Linked DNA regions of Sus scrofa: region 1 is linked to region 2. A link is a contact called in public Hi-C data. All regions are on one chromosome and are shown on one strand. The core of a region is the stretch at or near the end of the contact, and the rest is flanking DNA. Distances in the headings are between cores, read along the strand shown.

Region 1 (7,163 bases), core at 4,337-6,836, 100 kb before region 2:
AGCATGAAGAGAGCCCCAGGTGACAGCTTCTATTTCCTCAATGAAGTACCAGAGGAGAGTGGAAGGTGGGGGTGGGGGAGGTTTCAGGGTGAAAGAGACCTCGTGCAGTCTTTTCTGAGACAAGGAAAGCAGCCCCCAGAAGAAATTTAGCAGGTGGGAGTAGAGCCGGTTGAGGTTTGTGATCATCAATTTAAAGTCAACCCAGGACTAGAAAACAAATTAATTAATTGATTAATAAATAAATTCTTTTTTTAAAAAAAGAGTCAACCCAGGAGTTCTCATCGTGGATCAGTGGAAATGAATCTGACTAGGAACCATGAGGATGCAGGTTCGATCCCTGGCCTCGATCAGTGGGTTAAGGATGCAGCATTGTCCAGTGTTGCCATGAGCTGTGGTGCAGGTTACAGATGCTGCTGAGATCTGGCGTTGCTGTGGCTGTGGTGTAGGCCAGCAGCTACAGCTCTGATTGGACCCCTAGCCTGGGAACCTCCATATACCTAAGAGGCGGCCCTAAAAGACAAATAATAATAATGATGATGATGATGATGATGATGATGTCAACCCAGCCAGCCCAGAAGTGGTTTTTCTCCCAGGATAGTCAGAGCTGCTCAATACTAAAGGGAAGATACTGATGGTAGGCTGTTCAGGACAAGTCTCAGCTAAGGCAGGAGTGGAAAAGGAGTCACGTGGCTTCCAGAGCAGCTCTTTGGCTGGACCAGGAAGGAATGGATGCCTGGAAGGCGAATGTGGCAAAAATGAGCCAGGTGGACATCCTGCCCAGGGGCTGGAGTTGCTGGCAGGGTGACGCTGAGCCGAAGTCCTGGGAGTGACCTCAGGAAGTGGGACAAGGTAAACTTCGATGGTTGAGTCCACGGAACCCAAAGTCCTGATGGCTTCAGTGTGTCTGGTGGAGAGGAAGACCAGGACTCCAAAAAACCACTAGCGTAACCGAGTGGCCACAGATTCTTGCTTCTCCCTCTCACCCCCAAAAGAGTCTTACAGTTCAGTTCCTTCAAAGGCTCTTCTCTGGGAGTTCCCATCATGGTGCAGTGGAAACAAATCCAACTAGGAACCATGAGGTTGCGGGTTCAATCCCTGGCCTCACTCAGTGGATTAAGGATCCAGTGTTGCCATGAGCTGTGGTATAAGTCTCAGACACAGCTCAGATCTGGCATTGCTGGGACTGTGGTGTAGACCCCTAGCCTGGGAACCTCTCTATGCCTCGGATGCAGCCCTAAAAAGCACACACACACAAAAAGACTCCTCTCTGTCCAGCCAGGTATATTTAGCATCTCAATGAAGCAAAACTAATAAATAAGACCCCCCCAGTCTTATATCACAACCAGACACAATCTGCTAAAAACCAGAAGAGAAAAAAATAGGACCCCATGATGTCACTGCTGTGGCTTGGGTCACTGCTGTGGCGCAGGTTCAGTCCCTGGCCCGGGAACTTCCACATGCTGCAAGCACAGCCAAAAATAAAATATAAAAAGAATAAAAATTTGGAGTTCCTGTTGTGGCTCAGTGGAGACAAAGCTGACTAGTACCCATGAGGACGCAGGTTCAATCCCTGGCCTTGCTCAGGGGGTTAAGTATCTGGCGTGGCTGTGGCTGTGGCGTAGGTCAACAGCTACAGCTCCGATTCAACCCCAGCCTGGGAACCTCCATAAGCTCGGGTATGGCCCTAAAAAGACAATAAATAAAAAAATAAATAAACAAATAAAGAATAAAAATTTAAAAAATATTTCCTGGGCTACATTTCCATAATCCTCATAATCCTGAGAATTAGGTAACTATATAAAACTCTATCCTGCAACCCGTTTTCTAATCTCAAACAACTAATGCTTGGATCAGATGTCTAAGGTTTATTCTTATAACCAAGTCACTAAAAACATGCTCCTAACACATTCTGAGGTCCTCCAACTGTATATTACATTACAGAAATGTGGAAATTTTACTTATAAGGGAATAAGGGTTTTTGCCTTACTAAGACAAAAACTCGATTTCCTCCTTCAGCCATGGAACCCAGAATTTTAAAGACAGAAAGACTAGAGCATGAGATGTTTCATATCATTCTTTCTGGTTGGACACTGTCCTTCATCTTTGAAGCATTTAACCACTAACTGGTCTCTGCTTCCAACAATAAAATACATGTTTTCGGAGGCACAGATTGTCGTCATCAGTGAGCACACTGCTCGGTCAAGTGCAGAAAGTAGAGACTTATCTTCAAACTTCAATTGATAGAATCCCAACCACGCCCCAAAGTTCTGTTAATAGCATTCTCCTGTTTTATACGTAGGTGTTTGTGGGTTTTTTGCTTTGTTTTGTTTTGCATTTTAGGGCTAAACCCATGGCATATGGAAGTTCTCAGGATACAGAGGGGTTGAATGGGAGCTGCCAGCCACAGCCACAGCAACTTGGGATCTGAGCCACATCTGCAACCTACACCACAGCTCACGGCAATGCTGGATCCCCGATCCCCTGGACAAGGCCAGGGATCGAACCCTCATTCTCATGGATACTAGTCAGATTTGTTTCTACTGCGCCACAGTGGGAACTCCTGTTTTCTTTTTCTTTCATTTGCCTGCCTTATATACTAAATGAGCCAGGTTTGAGTATGTGTTCACTCCAGTTTCTTTGAGGCAGGTGTGTGTTTCACATGGACACTGGAAAGCATGCTGCAACACACTAGGAGACCTTGTGAAGATTATCAAGAGCCATAGGATCACCAGAAAATATCCCAAATCCATCGCTTCCCTCCATAGCCCCTGCTACCCTCCACCCCAGTCCAAGCCATCACTCAGAATTATCTAGAATACCGCAATCAATTCCTAGCTCCTCTTCTTGCTTCCAGTACCATCAGTTCTCCACCCACCCATGAGCCAAAAAAATCCTGTTAATCATACAAATGATGTCATGTCACTACCCATGCTGAAACCTTCCAAGGGATTTCTAATTGCATGCAAACTAAAATTAAAACTATCTGGAGTTCCCATTGTGGCACAGCGGAAACGAATCCAACTCGCAACCATGAGGTTGTGTGTTCGATCCCTGGCCTCACTCAGTGGGATAAGGATCGGCATTGCCATGAGCTGTGGTGTAGGTTGCAAATGCAACTCGGATCCCGTGTTGCTGTGGCTCTGGTGTAGGCTGGCAGCTGTAGCTCCAATTCAATCCCTAGCCTGCAAACCTCCATGTGCCACGGGTGCATCCCTAAAAAGCTAAATAAATAAAAATAAATAAATAAATAAATAAATAAATACCATCGTGGTCTCCCTCCCTCCACCCTGATCCCCCAATATCTGCTGTCAACAGAGCAGGTGGGAGTGAGTTTGATCACACGCCTCTGCTGGACACTTTCCATTGGCTCTCATCTCCCTCAGAGCTTTTTCAATGGCCACAGAGGTTCTCCACAATCTAGAAATCCATGACTCTGGAACCCTATCTAGTACCAGTGCCACCTGTACGCCTCACTCCTCCATGCCTGGAATGTTCCTCCCTTATCTTCCTCAAGTCTTGGCTCACATGTCGCCTCCTTTAATGAAGCCTCACCAATCACACTGAGACGGCAATACTTTCCCATGCTCACAGTCCCTAATTCCCTTTCCTTATTTTTGTCTCCTGAACACATGGCTGCATCTGATGTTACATAAATTCTACCAGTTTATTTACTGATTCACTCAAAATCTCCATGTAAGCTCTGGGAAGATGGATATATGCTCTCTGACATTTGGGGTTTGGATCTGCCCAGTGCTGGCACATAACAAGGGCTTAATACAATATTATTAACTGAAGGAAGGCTCTGATTCTGCCTTTCCTGCCTATCTTCTTGTTGTCTCTCCTACCCTCTCCCACATGTTCATTCGGTTCCAGCCAGGGACCCTCTCTCTGATCTTCCAGCATGTCAAGCTCATGCCCTCTCCAGCATTCTGTCTGGAACGCTCTAGCACCAACCACTCCACCTGAAACCACCCGCCTTATTCATGAGCCTACTGGTTTATTTTTTGAGTCCACCAGGGATGTGGAATCTCCAGAACGGGAGCTTCGTGTTTTCACAGCTGCCTCCGTGGTACCAGTGATGAGCATGGCACATAACAGGTGCTCAGTAAATGTCCGTTAGAGGTTTAGAGGTGGAACCAGCCAAGCTCCTGTGGGTCTCAGCTTTTTTTTTTTTTTTTTTTTTTTTTTTTTTTTTTTTTTTTTTAGGGCCACATCCGTGGCACATGAAGGTTTCCAGGCTAGCAGTTAAATTGGAGCTGTAGCCACTGGCCTACACCCATAGCCACAGCAATGCCAGATCTGAGCACATCTGCAACCTACACCACAGCTCATGGAAATGCCGGATCCTTAACCCACTGATCAAGGCCAGGGATCGAACCTGCATCTTCATGGATGCTAGTCAGATTCCTTTCTGCTGAGCCACGACAGGAACTCCAGGATAGAAGCTTTTGCAAGCATAAACAAAATAAGAAGGCCAAAGATACTCTCTGAGGGCTCTTTGGGTTCTTTATAAAACTTTAATTTTACATTCTTATAGCAACAGTACCATTTACAAAGAGAGCCCTCACTTAATGATAGCTCACGCCAGAGCTCTGGAAGGTAACTAACATAATCGTAATTATCCAACTTTCACATCTGAAAAAAAAACCGCTGACTCTGAGACTGGCGCAAGAGGCATAGCTATTAAATGCGGGAGCTGGATCTAAAACCACAGGGCTTTCAATGCCGATACAATGAAAGCATAACTAAACAGGATATTCTAGTCTTTACATACAGGTTCAACGAACCACAAGTTTCCTGGTTTACTGCACACTCATCAAAAAAGTCTAAAATATGAACTTTGGTTTTCCCCCGTTTTGAATGATCAAATGCAAATAAACTTATCCACCCGGGCCCCTTCTGATTGTTGAACACCTCGATGTGTACAAAGAATAGTTCACATTTACAGAACACATTCAGATCACTTGTTTCAGCTCACTGGTGCTCGTGAAAACTCTACAAGCGCCGCTGCGCAAGGTCCTGCAGGAGTAAGCGGTCCTGTGTCCGCGCTCACTGACAGCGGAATGACTTTGCTAGACTGTGGTTCGGTTTATGCAACGCTGCGAAGGTTCCGGCCGGTGCAAACATGGCCCAGGTGCCAAGCACAAAGCCACCCACGCCGGCGCAGGAGTCAGCAGAGACACTCCCGGCTCGCTGTCCCCGCCCGTCGGTTGCGCAGGGGGCGGCCCAAGTGCACCAAGGGCAGGGGCAGCCCGGCTGCACTCCCCCGCTCGGGGACCTCGGGGTGTCCTGCCAGGCCCTGCGGGGACAGGGCGGCATCGGATCGGGAAGGTCCCCGGGGTGGGTCGCCGCCGAGCAGCCGGGCACCCCCGCGGACCCCGCCCGGATCTCTGGCGCCCGCCTCACCGGTAGGTGGTCAGCAGCGCCTTGTTGACCAGCACGAGGAGGAAGGAGCAGGTCCCATAGAAGAGCGCGGACAGCAGCTTGGCCGCCCGGGAAGGCAGCCCCACGGAGCCGGGATCAGCGCCCGAGCCCTCCGCCTGGCCGCCGGCCGTCATGTCCAGCGGCCGCCAGCCTCCACCGCACTTGGGGACGCCCCGCCCAAGTTCCGTCCCCACCCCCGGCCCGCGGCCGAAACAGGAAGGGCTGCGGCGGGAACCCCACACGCCAGCGCGGCCCCATCGGTCGCCCCGAAGCTACTGGAGGGAGAAGAGCGGGTTTGGCTGGAGTTCGGGCTCAAAAACACCACTTTCTGATGGCTTGTCTGAAAGGAGCACAGAAACGGGTTTGGCAGAGTTTAAAAACCCCATCTTCCTCCAAAGACTGGGGAGAAATGTTAAAGACCGTTTTGCTCTCTTGGCGAGAAATATTAAGACTTTTTTTTGTCTTTTTTTTTTTTTTTGACAATTTTAAATGTATAATGTACATACAGTGAAATGCAATCGAGTCCACAGTTTGATGTTTTGACAAATGCGTAACCCATGTAACCACCCAAGTCAAAACATAGAACAAAAAAGATCTGAGTTCCCTACGTGGTTATCGAACCCCGACTAGCAACCATGAGGATGTGGGTTTCATCCTTGGCCTCGCCCAGTGGGTTAAGGTGCCGGCAGTTGCTGTGGCTGTGGTGTAGGCTGGCAAATACAGCTCCGATTCAACCCCTAGCCTGGGAACGTCCATATGCCCTGGGTGAGGCCCCCAAAATACAAAAAAAAAAAAAACAAAACCAAACCGTAGAACACTTCCATTCCCCCAGTGCACTGTGTCCTACTGAGGGCGATCGATCCCCTCAATTCATTCTGATTTCTGTTACCATAGACTAAATTTGCCTGTTCAGAAATTTCATGGAAACGAGCATGTAGTCTTTCAAGGCTTTTTTGGCTCAGTTTATTATTTTAGTGACTCAGCCAGGTTTGAGTCTTTTCATTGTTGAGTAGTACCACGACTTGTGTATCCATTCCTCAGTGATTATGTGATGGGCATTGGTTGTTTCCAGGTTAGGAACTGCCAAAAAACAAAGATGGTCCATGAATATTCATGTACAAGTTTTTGTGTGAATGTATACTTTCATTTATCTTTGCGAAATGCCTAGGGATGATATGGGTGCAAAGTCTCCAGGTTTCTTGCCTCTGGGTGCTTTATGGCAGGTTCTCCCCCTGAGGGCCCATTTCTTTTCTACATGGGTACATCTAAGGATAGGTTTGTTGTTTGTGTTAACTCTGACCAGCATCTACTTGCTCTAGAATTTTTTCAATTAACTGTCCCATATTTTCATTCTAATTTTTTTTTTTTTTGTCTTTTATCCTTTTAGGGCCGCTCCCGTGGCATATGCAGGTTCCCAGGCTAAGGGTCTAATCAGAGCTGTAGCTGCTGACCCACAGCAACACCAGATCTGAGCAGTGGCTGCGACCTACACCACTGCTCATGGCAATGCCGGATCCTTAACCCACTGAGCAAGGCCAGGGATTGAACCCGCAACCCCATGGTTCCTAGTCGGATTTGTTTCTGCTATGCCATGACAGGAACTCCCTAAATAATTTTAAAAATCTGAAATTCTAGCTTTTTAGAAAAGCTAAAGATGTCAAGTTAAATATATATTTGAGCCTAACCATATTGAAGCCATGCAATGGTTTTCTATTGGAGGCACTGAACAACCAAGAACA
Region 2 (6,931 bases), core at 3,989-6,488:
CAGACGGATAAATCAGGTCATGGTTTGGTTTATCCCTGACCCAGCTGTGTGTGATTCATTCTTGGACTTTTTTCTTGAGCCAAAAAAGTTACTTTGTTTTAATTGTGAGTTTTCTGGTGCTCACAACTGGAAGGATCTAGAATAAATATAGAATTTTTTTTTCTTTTTTCATTTTTGGGCTGTACTTATGGCATATGCAAATTCCCCGGCTAGAGGTTGAATCGGAACTGCAGCTGCCAGCCTACACCACAGCCACAGCAAAGCAGGTTCTGAGCCACATCTTGAGCCTCTGCCGCAGCCTGTGGCCACACCAGATCCTTAACCCATCGAGTGAGGCCAGGGATCAAACATGCATCCTCATGGATACTAGGAGTGTTCTTAACCGGCTGAGCCACAGTGGGAACTCCTAAATGTAGAATTTAAAGGTTTGAAATTCCAAATTATTCAGCCTGGATTAAAATTACAACCAAGACTGATATTTTAATAGTAGAGAATACATTTTATTTATTTATTTTTTTTATCCAGTTCTTTTTTTTTTTTGGTCGTTTTGCCTTTTCTAGGGCTGCTCCTGTGGCATATGGAGGTTCCCAGGCTAGGGGTCGAATTGGAGCTGTAGCCACCGGCCTCTCCAGAGCCATAGCAACACAGGATCCAAGCCGCATCTGCGATCTACACCTCAGCTCACGGCATCGCCGGATCCTTAACCCACTGAGCAAGGCCAGGGATCGAACCCGAAACCTCGTGGTTCCTAGTCGGATTCGTTAACCACTGCGCCACGACGGGAACTCCCAGAGAATACATTTTAATTGAGAGAATAAAAAACTGTTCTATTGGCAAAAGTGTCTTGAGGATATAAACAATTGTGGTAGCCAGTAATATCTTATCATAAGGAAGCCGGAAACAACCTCAATAACGCCAAGCATACAAATATTAGGAGTTCCCATCGTGGTTCAGCACAAATGAATCTGACTAGCATCCATGAGGACACAGGTTCGATCCCTGGCTTTGCTCACTGGGTTAAGGATCTGGGTTGCTGTGAGCTGTGGTGTAGGCCAGCAACTACAGCTCGGATCCAACCCCTAGCCTGGGAACCTCCATATGCCTCGAGTGCAGTGCTAAAATAAAAAATAAAAATAAAAAGAATACAAATATTAGTAGGCTGGGTGCAGCTCCTTTCCTGATTTAAATACTCCATTTCTGGTCATCATAAATGGATTTTTGCTTGCTAGAAGTTGTCCTGCAGCATCCTGGTTGTTACTGATTTATGGTTCTGTAACCCTTAACTTTGAGACTGTTTATTTGCTCCTATTCATTTGCTGTGGGAAACTGATTTTAAATTCACTTATCAACCTTGTAACGACTAAACCAGGAACCATAATTTCATTGCTCTTATCACAATTGATTCAACTGGCATAAAAAACAGATGAGACCCTCTTAGAATTAAGAAAAATACTTTCGTTCGTGCATTATTATCCAAGTAGAAACAACTGTAAAATAATGTAATTTTTAAATCTTTTTAAATTTACCTCTTTGGTTTTACTTTCCCATCAACCATGTGAGGAACACAGGACTGACTATAATTTTACAGAGGAGAAAGGTAAGCAAAGAGGGAGCAGGGATCCAGCAGCAAAACAGTAGATGGAATGCAACTCTTTGATGAGTCACAAAAACTCACACCTTTTTAGCCTGATTGGTCCCTCTGCCTTGGTCTTAACTCAGGTGTTGCTCTATGCATAGAATTAAAGGTAGTAAGGCTACTTTTTTTTTTTTTTTTTTTTTTTTGGTCTTTTTGCCTTTTCTGGAGCCGCTCCCTCGGCATATGGAGGTTCCCAGGCTGGGGTCTAATCAGAGCTGTAGCCACCGGCCTACGCCAGAGACACAGCAACGCGGGATCCGAGCCAAGTCTGCAACCCACACCACAGCTCACGGCAACGTTGGATCCTTAACCCACTGAGCAAGGCCAGGGATAGAACCCGTAACCTCATGGTTCCTAGTCAGATTCGTTAACCACTGCACCACGACGGGAGCTCTAGTAAAGCCACATATTTTTAAATCCTTTGATCTTTCTACGAATTTAAGTCAATCTGGAAGGCATTGGTGTATTTTATTTTATTATTCCTAATGGAATTTGCATATTAATTAGCTCAAGGTAATTTACATTTTGTATGTGGTTAAACCCCACTGCATTCCCACTGGGGCCCATAAGTAAATGCCACAGAAGGGCTGGTGGTATTATTCAGCAAACACACCTCACTGCTTTTTTTGGTATTCTTTATTTTCTAAGCTATGTGGCTATGCCCATGTTTGTTTGTTTTTGTTTTTTAGGTTTTTTTTTTCCTGTTTGGTATCATAATTACTATCAAATGACTTTTACTAAGGATTTATTTACTCTGTGCCAGGTATGACAATGAAGACTTCACATGCATTATCAAACTCAGTCCTCACAATAACCCTCTGAAGTAGGTACCATTATTTTCCTTGTTTCATAGATGAGAAAACTGAGGCACAAAAGTAAGGAATAAGGTTACAAAGTTAATTAGTGGTAGAATCAAGATTCAAATCATGGTCTAACCTCAAAATATATGCCTTTTAAAAAATTGTGGCAGAGTTCCAGTTGCAACTCAGTGGTTGTGAACAGGACTAGGAGTATCCATGAGGACGAGGGTTCAATCCCTGGTTCAGATCCTGGGTTAAGGATCTGGCATTGCCGTGAGCTGTGGTGTAGGTTGCAGACACGGCTCAAATCCTGAGTTGCTTGACTGTGACATAAGTTGGTAGCTGCAGCTCCAATTTGTCCCCTAGCCCAGGAACATCCATATGCCTCAGGTGTGGACCTCAAAAGACCAAAAAAAAAAAAAAAAAAAAAAAAAAAGCAAAAAAAATGTGGCAAAACACACATAAATTACTATTTTAACAATTTGACAATTCAGTGGTCTTATCACATTCACATTTTGTGCAACCATCACCACTATTTAGTTCCAGAAAATGTTTATCACTCTAAGGCATCCTCGTGCCCATAAAGCAGTCACTCCTCATTCCCTTTCTTCTGAACCCCTGGGCAACCACTAATCTGCTTTCTGTCTCTACAGATTTGTCGATTCTGGACATTTCATATAAATAGAAGCATATTTGACCTTTTGTGTCTGGCTTCTTCCACTTAGCATAAGGATTTCAAGGTTCATCTGTGCTATAACAAGTATCAGTACTTCATTCCCGTTTTTTGGCCAAATATCTTTTTGTCTTTTTTTTTTTTTTTTTTTTTTTTTTTTTAGGGCTTCACCCTTGGCATATGGAAGTTCCCAGGCTAGGGACTGGACCAGAGCTACAGCTGCCAGCCTATGCCACAGCTACAGCAATGCCAGATCTGAGCTTCATCTGAAAACTACACTGCAGCTTGTGGAATTTTGGGATCCTTAACTCACTCAGCAAAGCCAGGAATGGATACTAGCTGGAATCTTTTTTTTTTTTTTTTTTTTTGCTTTTTAGGGCTGCACCTGCAGCATACGGGAGTTCCCAGGCTAGGGGTCGAATCAGAGCTGCTGCCAGCCTACACTACAGCCGAAACAATGTACGATCCGAGCCATGTCTGCGACCTACACCATAACTCATGGCAACGCCAGATCCTAATCCACTGAACCAAGCCAGGGATACTAACTAGTCAGGTTATTAACTTACCAAGCCACAACTGGAACTCCTCTAGTTGGGTTCTTAACCTGCTGAGCCACAAGAGGCACTCTTTTTGGCCAAATATTAATCTATTGCACCATATTTTGTTTATTCATTCATCAGTTGATATACTTTGTTTGTTTCTACATTTTAGCTATTGTGAGTAGTGCAACTATGAAGATCAGTTACAAGTTTTTGTTTGAACACCTGCTCCTCTTTTAGATTAAAAAAAAAAAATAGGCTTTTAATCATAAACCTCCACTGACTCCAAGAAGGAGAAGACCAGCTACCTTAAAATCTTCAGTCATTCAACAAATATTTCCTGAGAACCTACTGTACAGCTACCTAGAATGCTAAGCACTGGGGATATAAGTTGCAATGAATACGACAGACATCATCCCTGTCCTACTCCTTGTGAATGACAGAAAATTGAATAAGTGAGTAAAACACAGACCTGGCAGCAGTTTTAGGATTAAGAGTTCTTTTTCCATTTGCTATTAAAGGACAGCAAAAGCTGGTAATGACCCACCTAAGCAAGATGCTGTAGCAGAATGCTTTTGGATACAAGAAACAAGTATAACGAAGACTAGTTTAAACAATAATGGCATTTGCTGTCTTACAGAATAAGTCTGAGGCAGGTAGATTCCGGACCGTGGTTAAGTCAGCAGCAGCACATCATCAAGGAACAAGGTTTTCTCCATCATTCTGCTCTGCCACCCTCACTGTCACAATAAGGGCCAGCAACTCCAAGCATCATGTCCCCCTCACATAACATGGACCAAAAAACAGAAGTGGAAAGATGACAGATCCCTTCCCAACCCTTTTTAGGTACCAGAAAAATGTTCCTCCAAGAAATCCTCCGGAAGACTCACCCACGGTTTGTTCTGCCAGATTTGCACCACATGCCTATACCTCACCAGTCAGGCCCTCCCCTAACTCTGCAAACTGGTTCACTGAGTTTGAATGGGTTGTGCTTCACCCCAGCTCAAGATTCCAGGACTTGCCTTTGCTCCTGGCCCTTGTCATCCTTCAGATCTCAGCTTAACCATCATTTCCCAGGGAAAGTCTTTTCAGGCTTCTTAATTAGGTCAGGTCCCTTTGCTATAGGATCATAGAGAAGTATGGGCCTTTCTTTTAGAGCACTTTTCTGCCTATAGACTGTAAGATCCACGAAAACAAGGAGCTAATATCTCCTACAACATAATGTCTGGCACATATAGTGTCCACTGTGTAGTTGTTGAATGGCTCAACCAATATATAAACTTCAAAGAAGAGTGGCCGATGATGAATTCAGGGAGAACGCAAATAATGGCTAGGATCCACCCTCATAGCCCAGCTGCCTAGCTCCGCCCCTTGGGCCCCACCCCTCCCTGCCGAGTCGTGGGGCGGGGCATAGAGGTCGCATGACGTGACAGCAGCCAGTCGCTGATTGGGTTTCCAGTCGTGCCGGCTAGGAAAGGGGGCGTGTCCGCGTGCGCTGATTGGCTGTCTGGTAGCGGCTGGGCGGGCGGCGGCGGCGGCGCGGGGGCGGGCGCTGGGAGGGACGGGACTGGGCAGGGCAGGGAGGGCAGTAGCTGCGGGTAGGATGGGTCCTCGCCGCCGGCTTCGTTGAGACTTGCTCGCGTGGGCTGCCCTCGGCGGGCCCGCAGTGGCCGCGGCGGCATGAAGGGCGCTCTGGGGAGTCCTGTGGCCGCGGCCGCCGCAGGCGCCGTGATGCAGGAGAGTTTCGGCTGCGTAGTGGCCAACCGCTTCCACCAGCTGCTGGACGACGAGTCAGACCCGTTCGACATCCTGCGCGAGGCCGAGCGCCGGCGCCAGCAGCAGCTGCAGCGCAAGAGGCGCGACGAGGCGGCGGCGGCGGTGGCAGCGGGGACCGGCAACCGCGGTGGCAGGAGCCCGGCTGGGGCTTCGGGCCACAGACCCGGCGCGGGCGGCGGCCGGAGGGAGTCCCAGAAGGAGCGCAAGAGCCTCCCGGCCCCCGGCGCACAGCAGCCGGACAGCCCCGGGGGCGGCCCGCAGCCGCCTGGTACGTGCGCCCCGCCCGGCACCTGGGCGGCCCGTGGTGGGCGCGGTGGGCAGGAGGGAAAGGAGAATGGGGTCAAGGAGGTCACCCTTCCTCAGCTCCCTCACGATCCCCCGCTGCGAGACTGGGGTCCCTGGAACCTGTTCAGAAAGAGCAAGGGGCTCTGGAAAGAGTTGGCTGGAGTTGAGGGTCCTTGTGGCCCAGGAAGGTGGGGGAAAGGACGGGAATCGGGGGTGTCACGCCACTTCTGGCCTTTTTTAGTCCCTTCTGGGGGCAAGGGAGAGTGCAAGCTTGGAATAGGGGGTTTCAAAACCCTGCGGCTGAGCCTTTACAAGTTGGCCAAAGTTGAGGACTATTTCTGGGGTTGAGGTGTAGGGGCGAACACTGGGGTCGCTGCCCTGGGGCTCTCAAATATAGAACTAGCCGGGACCTTCTCCATCCTCCAGCCTAACCTCTGCAAGATTCTCATCGGGAGGTAGAAAGAAAAGGGTGGTGGGAAGGGGAGAGGAGCGCCCCTCTTAAGGAGGATGGAGAAGGGCGCAACCCGGCCCTTTGGGAGTGGCTGCGAGAGCCCGGGACGTGTGAAGGATCTCCGGGGTGAGGGGCTGGATCCTCTGTGATGGAGGGAAGGCCCGAGTGACCGCGGGGGCGGGCTGTGACGTCAGGGCCGCCAGCGGAATGCGGCGGGGGTGGCCGCGGGGTCCCCGGCGCCTTCCAAGTTCTGTGCCTTCACCCATCCTTCTTAGGATAGCTTCCAGCAGTCGTCCGGTACGTTTTCAAGGCAGCAAGCAGTGTTGATGGGTTGTGTAACTTGTGATTAACTCTGACTGCCTTAAGAAGAGCGTTTTTAATTTTTTCAACACGAATATTCAAAGTTCCCCACAACCTGCTTAGCCAGAACGGCCAGTGCAATGGTATACTACTGTCTGCATTCAGGGATGGTGGGTGCCCAAGTGTCCTTTCTCACCTGAACTGCATCAGTGGCAAAGTCTCCAGGACTCCCCCTGTTTCTTCTAGGACTCGAAGGCATTTGGTGCTAAGGTTTCCCAAAAAAAGAGTGTTAAGACCATCCGAGCCAGTGTTTGGCAGTGTATTCCACTGGGCTTTACTGGCTTGTTCCTTGCTTGATAAAAAGTGTGCAGCCCAGCCCTAAGTGAACAACTCCTGATTTCAGCGTTGGGGCTTTGCGTCTTGCAACTAGGTAATGTTTCCCTTTATCTGTGCGAAGTTTAATCGGGCAGT

The links. A called contact is a pair of places that touch in the nucleus more often than the background predicts.
Region 1: a contact with region 2 is called in a Hi-C map of skeletal muscle, with 3 times the contacts expected there. The contact joins the promoter of SLC35D2 here to the promoter of HABP4 in region 2. A contact is called at or near these places in 2 of 5 promoter capture datasets (fetal liver and liver), 10 of 47 Hi-C or Micro-C datasets (embryonic fibroblasts, fibroblasts, heart right ventricle and 4 more) and 2 of 2 datasets of contacts at active chromatin or transcription factors (alveolar macrophages and skeletal muscle).

What each region holds. Positions count from the first base shown.
Region 1 is chr10:25,736,680-25,743,842 of Sscrofa11.1, reverse strand. It overlaps SLC35D2 (solute carrier family 35 member D2), which reads right to left and starts at 5,586. Exons shown (of 10, transcript NM_001244362.1): 1 at 5,407-5,586. The coding sequence starts at 5,558.
Region 2 is chr10:25,634,307-25,641,237 of Sscrofa11.1, reverse strand. It overlaps HABP4 (hyaluronan binding protein 4), which reads left to right and starts at 5,238. Exons shown (of 8, transcript NM_001244681.1): 1 at 5,238-5,692. The coding sequence starts at 5,329.